2 separate regions of the Anas platyrhynchos genome follow, and region 1 is linked to region 2. Evidence: chromatin contacts called from public Hi-C data. All regions are on one chromosome and are shown on one strand. Each heading gives the region's core, a stretch centred on a gene start, on an enhancer-like site or on the middle of the called end of the contact. The rest is flanking DNA. Distances are from core to core; before and after follow the strand shown. Region 1 overlaps EXT1 (exostosin glycosyltransferase 1). Region 2 overlaps SAMD12 (sterile alpha motif domain containing 12).

Region 1 (5,218 bases), core at 2,692-5,191, 230 kb after region 2:
ATCAGTTTGCAATTATAACGAAACATGAGTTAATGGAGGCACGGTTAAGCGCGTTAAACCTCTCAGATGGTTTAGGTCCTCGGTGGCAGTCCTCCGAGTGGCAGCTTTAGGCTCGTCCCTGCCCCTTGAGCAGCTCCAAGTGTCCCACCACGGTGTCCCACCTCCTGGGAGGAGAGGCTGGGGGAGCTGGCACTGCCTGGCTGGGAGAACAGGAGCCTTGGGGATCTCTTGGGGATCCCAAGAAGAGGGGTACCAGCGCTGGGGAAGCCTCTTGGGAGCCGGTAGGGGCTGCAGAGCACAGCCCCCTTCCCACCCGCTGCGCTTTGCTGGCCGGGCAGCACAAAGCTCGGGCAGAAGGAGCTGATTAATCCCTTTGGATGCCTAAGTCTAGACAGGAGCAGAAGCATTTTAGGCATGTTCTGTTTTGCTGATTTTTTTTTTTTTTTTTTTTTTTTTTAATCCTGAGGAGTGTTAGCTGAGGCTGTGTTCTGTGGTAACAAACTCTTGCTGGTTCTCCCTGTCGGAGCAGAGCAGAACAAGGATGCCCTCCTCGTGGTTTCATGCTTGCTCAGCCCTGCTTGGCTTTCAGAAACATGCACCTGACACCTTTTTTCTGTGTTGTTGTTGTTTTTTTTTTCTTTTCTGTTTTGTTTTTGTTCAGAATAGAGCTTTTTTTTTTTTTTTTTTTTTTTTACATATTCCAGAGTTCTGTTCTGTTTTTGTGTCTCTGTGTGTCTGTTTTCTTCCTGCTTTTGCCTTTCTGTGAAGCTTGCGTGGCAGCCTTCAGCAGAGAAGACGTAGAAGCGCTTCAAGCCCAGCCTTCCTGAGGTGCAGACACATCTGGCCTGGAGAACCATGAACTGGCAGGGCAGAAGAAGGAAATTTTAGGCCAAAGCCAAGGCCCCCAGAATTAATGCCAGCACTCTCAGTCCCAGCATGAGAGCATGCCATGTCCTTAAACACTTATTTAGCTGAGACTTTTGGAGGACATTGCCTAGCTTCAAATAGACCAGAAGTTGAACCGTGGGGCACCTCATTCCCAAAATGCCTACAGAACCCCAAAATTTTCCATGACAAGCTCCTGGTTTTTGTTTCCCAAGCCGAAGAGTGGTCTCTGTGAGGTGCCTGACCCTGGACCAGGTCCCATATCCAGAGGCTGCTGGGCACGAGCTGTTGCTTGGCTGCAGGAACAGCAATTTCTAAGAGATGGGTTCTGGTTCTGAATTTTCCTGATTTCTTCCTCTGCCCACCACCTCCCCCTTAGCATGGGTCCTGGGCGCATGGAAGTCCTTTGTGGGTTTGAGATTACCCCTCCTAATCTTTTCCAGAGCAGACCTCCTTATTTAAAGCGCCTCGCGTGCTTATTTGAAAGGCAAATAAGGACCAAATAATAGAGGGCCTTTTTTTTTTAAGGAAAAAAAAAAAAAAGCCAGGGCTTGTGTGCATGAAAGAAATCACAAAGCAGCCTGCCTCGCGCTGTTTATACAACCTGGTGTGAGATCTAAACACGAACCCAGAAGTGTCAGTGCCCATACATGGGGCGGGCTAGCGCACAGCTGTGTTATATGGGGGAAGTTAAAGCGGAGCTCACTGAAGCGAGTCTCATAATCCTCTAAGAAGTGAATGACTAGCAGCTGCTTAAGGCGTTATTCCTATTCATGCTGCCCGTGGAAGTGCACTTGAAGCTGGTTACCCTTTCTGGAGACACGAGGCAGAAAACGCATAAACAGCCCAGGGAGGGAGAAAATCGGGGAGCTTGTGCCCAGACTGCGGGGCTAAGCTCAAGCCTGGTTGCTGCAACACCGGGCAGGGTTAACAGGGTTAAATCTCCTTCGTGGGGACCTCTGTCCCTCGTGGGGTGCTGGCACTGGGAGCAGCACGGCCGTACTGGTCAGTGCCTGCCCTGTCAGTGTTCTCATTGCAGAGACCAGCCCATAAACATCGTTAATCGGCCTTTTTATTTCCCTGTAATAAATTTTTTAAAAATAAATAAATTCCTTGTACTAGCCTTCCTCCTGTCAGTTTGCAATGAGGAAACTGTGCTGAACACAGTTTAGCCAAATTAAAAAAATAAGCTTTGCTTAAGAATGAGGAACTGATGGAGGAGGGCTTGACGCTCTTCTTGCTGGGGGTGATGTAAATCATGAGTAAGTTTGCTAGAGTGGATTAAATTATAGCGGCGTAAGGAAACGGTGTATAATGAGATGTGAGTCAGGCCCAGAAAGTCCCATGCAGAGATGCCAAATGGCAGCAAGGGATCGTCAGAAAATCCCACAGAGCAACTTGGAAGTTAATTATTGGGGACATTTTCTCATCTGCAGCAAAGTCTGTTGTTTACTGAAACAGGTTATGGACCTGCGCCACGCCGATTTGGCCAGGAGCACACCCCACCATGGAAAAAAGCATGTTTTCTTTTTCCCATTTGTTAGTCTGACAGTCCTATCTCACACCCTGTGTTTCCCTTGTGTTTCCCCATCTGGCAGCTCCCGCTCTGTGCCTTTTCTAATGGGGAAGGGGGTGGGAAAGGACGGCTCTCCCTGGGGGTATGGGGGAGCAGGAGCATCTCCTGCCTGCCCTCGGCTCGCCGGCAGGTGAAATATTTGGACCCTGAGCACCTTCACTGAGCATCTTCAGAGTCTGCAGCATATTTCTGCCATCCCACATGGGAAGAGGCTCCCTTTGCACGCCTCGGTACATCAGTTCCTAGTGAGAAGAGCTGCGATACTGTCTTATCTGCCTTCGGCAGCAGCCGCGGCCCCGAGCCGGGGCAGGGCTTCCCGTTACGTGATGGAGCAGGGAGGGATGTTACAGCTGGACTTCATCAGCGCTATTTCTGCTCCTGAGCTAATTAATAAGCAAAATTATACCCTGGAGAGACTTTCGGGGGGGGATTCTTTATAAATCCACACTTCCTGGTGAGCAAGAAGCCATTGTGGTTACAGCAGATTGGAGGAAGCTGTTGGAAGTGCTGCAGGATGCTTGTGTGGCAGGGCTCGTAGGTGTCCTTCGGTGTGTGAGCAACGCTACCGAAGCGGACATGCAAGCCTCATGGGGTCCAGCATGGTCCCAGAAGGAAACCGTGAAGTTTTGGTGGGGAATCATCAGGGCTGTCGTGTCCCAGGGCCTGTTCCAGGGCTTCCTGCAGAAGGCGCAGGGGTCAGCGGGTGCTGCAAGTGTGGCGGTCACCACAGCAAATGTTTGTCACGTCGAGGCTGGAAGCTGCCGCTTGCAAAAGTGTTCCCATGGAAATGTTTTGGAGCAGGGAAAACAAAAAGTTTCTGCAGGATCACAGCGAACTGCTCCCAGATGTCTGGCCGGCTGGCGTGGCTGGAGGGCTAAGGGTTTGGGGTGAGGACGTAAACCTGGAGCACAGGGAGGGCCGTGGGGCTGTGAGGCTCCAGATACAGGGCATAGAGGATGTGGTAGGTGCTGCCTGGCAGACCAGATCCCCAAAACTTCAGTGGGGAATGAGACTTTTGGGGGAGAGCAGTGAGGGAGGGATGTAAGGGGTGGTGCTCAGGCCTGTGCCTCGCTTTGCTCCAGGTTCACGGGTTGTGCTAAAAGGCAGTACAGCTGTGAAGGAAAAAGAGAATGGAGGAGGAAGAGCGGTTGTCTTCTGTTTAAAAACACCGCTGATACCTTAAAAAAGAATGAGGTTTTATGAAACCTTTCTTGCTTCACTGGAAACATGCACTGTGTGAGGGCAGGTGACCAGGCAGCGCTCAAAGGGCCACGATGCCCTCAGAGCTGGCTCCGGGAGAGGTCGGCAGCTTTCACCAGGGGAAGGAGGCTGCCATCTGAGTTAGATTTACTGTTCTTCAAGCAACAAAGAGTCACACGGTTCCCACGAACTTGTAAACGAGCTGCTCATAGTTTTGGCATTACCTCTTTCGGAGCGAGCATAGTGATCTCTGGCTGGGGACGCTGCAGTCATCTGATGTGAGTCAGAGCATGACACCGGCCTCCTGCGTGCTGAGCAATCGCTCTGCAGCCAGGCTGTGGGACACCAGCACACCCAGCCCTGCCTTGCATCGGGGGCTGGCCTCAATTTTTTGCTTTCCCTATTCACAGGTCGCCTTTTTGGCCGTCTGGCTCCGAGTGGATGCCGCAATTCATGCCGAAGTGGGTTGCATCCCGAGCTGCATCCTTTTTTATCAATGCATCCATTGCTGGTAGCACTCAAGAGTGCCTCGCAGGGGTCGGCCACGACCCTTCTCAGGGCTGGAAGGCGAGGGGGGGGGTCCGGTGAGGGGAGCCAGGGGGTCAGGGGCCGTAAATCTGGGCGCTCCCATTCGGATCGACTCCCCGCCAGCTGAGCACCATACATCACGCATCTGGGCTGGAGCTGACGGTTTAATGGCTTGATGAGTTTAGGAAGAATACTTTTATTGTGTGTCTTCGATTATAGTAAGTACGGCGTGAAGTTGTTACATTACCAGGAGCTTACACGGCCTTCCCGGACCCAGCACAGGCTGCGCTTCCCAGCCAGGATCCCACCAGTAAGCTGGTGGAATCCTCTTAAGTGAGGAGCTGTTAAATTAATAAAGCTGTTAATCACATGAAAAAAAAAAAAAAGGAGATAGAGAGAAGGAGAAAATCTTGTGTGGAAATGCCAAATCGTAGCTAGAAGGTTTTCACTGGGACGGTCCTGCGGGGCCGGGTGTTGCAGACGGGCTTTTCTTATGGTGATTTCTGCACATCCCCGGTTCCTTACATATCCTCTGTGTCAGAGCTGGAGCTTGGCTCCTAATCAAACGTAACGCCGAGATCGCACTGTGCTTCTTAAATGCTAATCCCAACAGAAGAACCCCTTTATACTGTATAAAAACCCTGTTATTATTATCCTCTGCATACAGGCAAAAATTGCAGGCGGAGAAGGGAAAAAAATCGCCAAAGCCCTTTTGTGGAGGTACTGTCAGGACCAGTTTGGGACTGACAGACAGACCGTGGGACTTGCTTGGATGTGAAGCTTATTTTTAGGACCATTATATTTATATTATATTATATTTAGGACTGGCTTTTAGGTATACTTAAAAGGGATGGAATTTGCAGAAAGGACTTATACTTAGATCCTGTGAAGTCGACGGGATGGAGGTGGCTTCTCAGACATCTAGGTGCTTCTGAAATTTGGCTTTACATCCAACGTGCTTCAAAGTTGCATGGAAGAAAAGGCACTGGAGGGGAGCGTGATATATAATCCACATGCAAAATAATTGAA
Region 2 (5,150 bases), core at 2,583-5,082:
ACAAAATGGAGTGAGCTCAGGTGAGGACAACAAAGATGCTCAGGGCTGGAGCACTTGCAATGTGAGCAGGGCCATCAGGGAGCTGGGCTTGTTCGGGTAGTGTGAGGGGACTAGCAGCAGCTCCCAGCATGTGGAAGGATGTTATCATAAAGATGGGGCCAGGTTTATCACAGAGATGTATGAAAGTCACTATACATAAGTTGAAGTGAGAGGTTAAGACTGAATATATTAAGGAACTTTTCCCCTATAGCTGGGCATTAGAACAGGTTGCTCGAAGAGGTTGTGCAGTCTCTGCCCTGGGAGAGTTTCAAGCCCCAGCTGGAAAAAGCCTTGAGAAAAGTGATCTGATCTCATATCTGACCCTGCTCAGAGCAGGACTACAAATGTCCTGAGGTCCCTTCCAACCTGAATTCTCTGGTGATCCTACAATTTGCTGAGTGCGTATGGATCACCTCAGAACCAATTAAATGCATTTTGCAGGCAGTTAGGGACGATTAAATACAGAAAGGTCCAATAAGAAGTTGGGAGATGTTTTTAATACGCAAGAACTGATTTGGTGAGTGGAGCATCTGGTTGATATACTCAGCAAAAGGCCAGAGGTCAATTGCATTGTGTTTGACCCAAGACAGGACCAAAACAATGTGAAAGACTAACTCTGAGTAAGATCTAAGGCACATGATAAGAATTACCAGTGGTAGAAAAAAAATAAGACAATAAGAAGAGCAAAACAAAGATGCCAGTAGCCTGTACAACCAAGAAAAGAATGTAATGGTATGACCTTGACACTAGAGGCTCTGCAACTGGTGGTGACTTTTACAGCAGCATGAGGGAGCATAAAAAGTTGTTCTGACTGCACAGCCCTTTATACCTGCTTTATACAAATATAATCCATGGAACAAAACTGAGAAATGTACCTTGTTTTTGGTGTTTGGATGCGGCTTTGAATTTGCAAGGCAGCAGTGCTTTTAAATGACTAGGGAGTTCTTGAGAGATGAATTGTTCTTTGACAGCCTTATCCTGTGCCATTGAAACAAATGAAGATTTTTGCCATGTCTCAAAATTAATAGGAGCAAGACTGGGCATAGAATGACTAAGGAATAACCATTTGGGGGAAAATGGTTCATTGGCAAAGTAATAAAGATGATGCCTAATTAACTACTTATTCATGTGTGATTTGTTGAAAGAAAGGAAGGAAGGAAAGAAACCCTGCTTCACCTCTTGTTTTTACACCCTGTTCCCCAGTGTGCTAATGCATGTCTTCAGAGCATGAGGTTTTAATGCTATGATCATTAAACAAACCTCATTCTGTCAAAGTAATACCCAAGAGGTACCTTGGTCCAAGGAAAGGAATTTGATAGGAGGTACTTGAAAGGACTCAAGCCTTTTTAAATTAAACTTTTAAGGAGGAAAGGAACAGGACTCGAGAAAACCTCTTTTTAGTTTTAGAAGGGACCAGAATTTATGAATATTCATTAAATACCAAATGGCACCTCAGAAAATGAAATATGAACTGCTAGTGAAAACCTACAAATGGCCGTAGAATCTGGCTAATTCTATAACCTCTAAAGGTGCTTTCATTAAATCAACTACTTTGCCTTATATTTTTATGAAATTCATATAAAAATACTGCTTTTAAAATCAGAAATGATTTTTCTTTCATTTGAATAGTATGTTTGCAAAACATAATGGGTTTATCATGACGACTGAAATACTTAGGTTGTGAGCACATTGGTAAAAGGATGGCCTTGTGGTTTTAAATGCTACACTGGAATTTAGAGAAGTCTTGGCTCTATTTCAGGTTATTCTGGTATTAGGCAGCATACTGAATCCTAAGGATCTAAGTTATTCTATTCATACAGAGAAGCGCATCCTTTTTATTATCACAGTGCTGCCAGATATGTTTCCAGGATATATAGTTAGGTTATACTCTGTTTCACACAACTCAGTTAAGTTTTGTGCTACAACCAGTGAAATGCCATAGGGGCGAGAGATCTGAAGGGGGATGCAGAAGGCCTGGGTCTCATTCCTATCTCAGTTTCAAGGCTCGGTGGGTATGAAGGGTGATGACAAACAGATAGCTTTATTCACCATGTTGTGATTTCTTAATCAAGATCCCCATAAACATTTTGGTGTCTATACAACAGGGATAAATGTATTGGTGTTTTTAAATAAATGTATTTTGATATGTGAATAAGAGATGTGTAAGAACTACTTGAGTCTTCCTGGTAACAGGTTCTTTTATTGTGGAATCACAGAATGGTTTGGGTTGTAGGTGACCATAAAGATCACCCAGTTCCAACCCCCTGCCATGGGCAGGGACACCTCCCACCACACCAGGCTGCCCAAAGCCCCATCCAGCCTGGCCTTGAACACCTCCAGGGATGGGGCATCCACAGCTTCTCTGGGCAGCCTGTGCCACGGCCTCACCACCCTCAGAGTACAGAATTTCTTTGTCATGTCTAATCCAAATCTCCCTCCTCTTAGTTTGAAGCCATTACCCCTTATCCTATCCCTACACTCCCTGACACAGAGTCCCTCCCCAGCTTTCCTGTAGGCCCTCCTTTAGGTACTGGAAGGCCACTGTAAAGTCTTCCTGGAGCCTTCCCTTCTCTAGGCTGAACAACCCCAACTCCCTCAGCCTGTCTTCACAGGAGAAGTGCTCCAGCCTGTCGATCATCCTTGTAGCCCTTCTCTAGACTCATTCCAACAGGTCCACGTCCTTCTTGTGCTGGGGCCCCAGGGCTGAATGCAGTACTCCAGGTGGAAGTACTTTTCATTTGAAACCACTTCTCTATTGCTCTTCTCTCCCTTGAGAAACGATTGCAACTTTGCCATCCTTCATCCTTCCATGATTGATAAGTATCACATCAACTCAAAATATCTTTTGTGCTGGTTGCGCATTGTACCTAACGTGAGGCCTAGTGCAAGAAGCAAAATAACAGCCTCTGCAAGGTGACCTCAGTAGGATTTCACCCCTGATGCTTCCCTGTCTGTGGTACCTGACACCTGGCCCTCCAGAATCTTCTCACAAATCCTACTATAGTTTCAGTGCAGAAGATGACATAAACTGGCACCTTTTCTTGGCTTCTTTTATTGTATATTGTTTTACTTTCCTGTATAAAATGGTTACAACCTACCCTCCAGGTTATTATTGGTTGAGGATTGGTTTTATGATCAGATATAGGACTGGTTCCAAGTAAAGAAGGTCTTGGGTCAAGGCAAGGTGTTGTTGGAAGTACTTTGACCTCCTGTAAAATATTATTTCAGTTCTGTTTACTGTGGTTTTCTGGTTGGTTCCAAATCTGTGGCAGGTTTTGAGCATTCCTTAGTGCTCTCAGGTATCTCAGAAGGCACCTAATTTATTCCCAGAAAAAGGAAAGAAAGTGTTTTTTAATAGAAACAAAAAAAGACCTTCATTGTGTCCAAATGTAGGGTATTTCAAATAAAACATTAATTATCTTCCTTTTTTTTTTTTGCATGTGGCAGTTCTGTTGAGCACAATAGACCTCTTCTCCCAAGCAGTGTCCTGATAGCGGTTTGTAAAGCAGCTTCCATCTCCAGCCATCTCTGCGAAGCTTTTCTCTTCTCTGTGATGCAAGGGGTAAGCCAGCCTTGCCCACAGTCCTTTCTGCCACTTTTCCTTGCTCTCTGAAGTCTTAGCAACGCTGTTGGCTGGCAGGCTGTCAAATCAATCCCGACTGCTTCCATCTGCAGTTTAAAAAGTAAAACGAAATTGCTGCTTCACACTGCAGAGAGCTTTTATTCTGCTCTCCCACTATAAGGTCAGTCTTATTTGCAACATGCTTCATGGAGCTGTGATGCTAGTGTTGGAAAATCTGAGGGACTAAAGAGTTTTTTCCTATTTCATACTTGGCTGCTTTCAAACTTTTAACATGTGGAACACATCAAAGAGTGACGGCTTTGGGATAAGGCTACTTTTTGCATAATATGTGGCAAAAGTCTAACTGTGGAGAATAGTATTGGAAGTATTTTAACGCAACCCTGTGTTTATATAGCTTTATATGTATTTAATTGAAAGAAGTTGGATGGGCCCGGTAGTTGGAAAGTGGGCTTTTTTTTTTATCTTTTCCTTTTTTATTTATTTTTTTTAAACTGTTATTGATAAAAGAAAGGTTTGCATGGAAGTAATCTTTTCTCATGTCTCAACAGTGACGCCTGGGTCAGGCTTTTCACTTAGATTATAGCTCATGCAATGTGTAGGGAACTCCCAGAAGACAAAATTGTAGCGGCTCATTAAAGACCTAGTACTACCAGGAAAGCTCCCTGCAGTTGAGATGGGGGTGGTGAGGCACCTAAATTACAACTTCCAGGAAGTGTTCAAGTAGAGCTCTGATTTTAAAATACTTAATTATTTGCTGAGAAATTGTTTTTTCTGCGTGCAAAATGGTCTGTGGAGTAGTATAGCAGAAAGTCTCTCTTGAGATTTAAAAAAAAAAAGAGGCTGAAGTGGGAGACAATTTTCTAACTAGCTGCCATGACAAAGTCTTTATTGCTAAGCCAACTTGCTGCTGGTGCACAAGGGAACCAGCCCCTGTTTGTGTACGCAGCACTTGAGTCAATTAGTCGTGAAGTGGAGCTATCTTCTCTTCGTGCACAAAGCAGTAGGGAGCGTCCAATTCCATTATTTTTTACATGAAATCATGTGTGGAGGAAGTTGTATTACTGTGTTATGTTTAATAGGAAGGAGAACTTGCCGAAGGGCTACTGAGGCATTTTTGGTCTTTCCTGCCAATGACATATTAATGTTACCGCTTCTTTATCTGCTAAATTTGGAATGAAGGATTTCCATACTCCTCACCCATTATCAGATGTGAGAACTGCTGTGCGAGTAGTTGATGAATGTTTTACACTGTTTCCTGTCTTACTTGATATTTCTTGGATCTGGTTACTTTGCTAGGGAATGTTCACTCTGCTTGTAACTACCTGGGACGATTTCTTATGGTTTCAATAAATGATTCCTCTACAGCATACTCAGAATTGAATTGCACTCTAGCTGCCTCTTTTTCTTTATTCTGCTACTCTGTAAGAATTCACTAAAAGCCATGGTAGCCCCATTTGCTGTAGTTTTTACTCCTACCTGATGTATAACAGAATGCAAGTAACGTTTGAATTCTGGTCCTTGAGCTTCA

The links. A called contact is a pair of places that touch in the nucleus more often than the background predicts.
Region 1: a Hi-C map of subcutaneous adipose tissue shows a contact between it and region 2, with 2.6 times the contacts expected there. The contact joins two enhancer-like sites. A contact is called at or near these places in 2 of 8 Hi-C or Micro-C datasets (liver and subcutaneous adipose tissue).

Annotation. Positions count from the first base shown.
Region 1 is chr2:14,177,375-14,182,592 of IASCAAS_PekinDuck_T2T, forward strand. The region is part of intron 1 of EXT1 (exostosin glycosyltransferase 1); the gene reads left to right. Among named protein-coding and RNA genes, the nearest start is that of EXT1, 88 kb to the left of the region's middle. Within about 2 kb of position 3,942, at least 5 of the 8 cell types and tissues checked have an H3K27ac peak or open chromatin away from gene starts, as enhancers often do. A contact at or near this core is called in subcutaneous adipose tissue, where this site is marked.
Region 2 is chr2:13,951,264-13,956,413 of IASCAAS_PekinDuck_T2T, forward strand. The region is part of intron 3 of SAMD12 (sterile alpha motif domain containing 12); the gene reads left to right. Among named protein-coding and RNA genes, the nearest start is that of SAMD12, 50 kb to the left of the region's middle. Within about 2 kb of position 3,833, at least 1 of the 8 cell types and tissues checked has an H3K27ac peak or open chromatin away from gene starts, as enhancers often do. A contact at or near this core is called in subcutaneous adipose tissue, where this site is marked.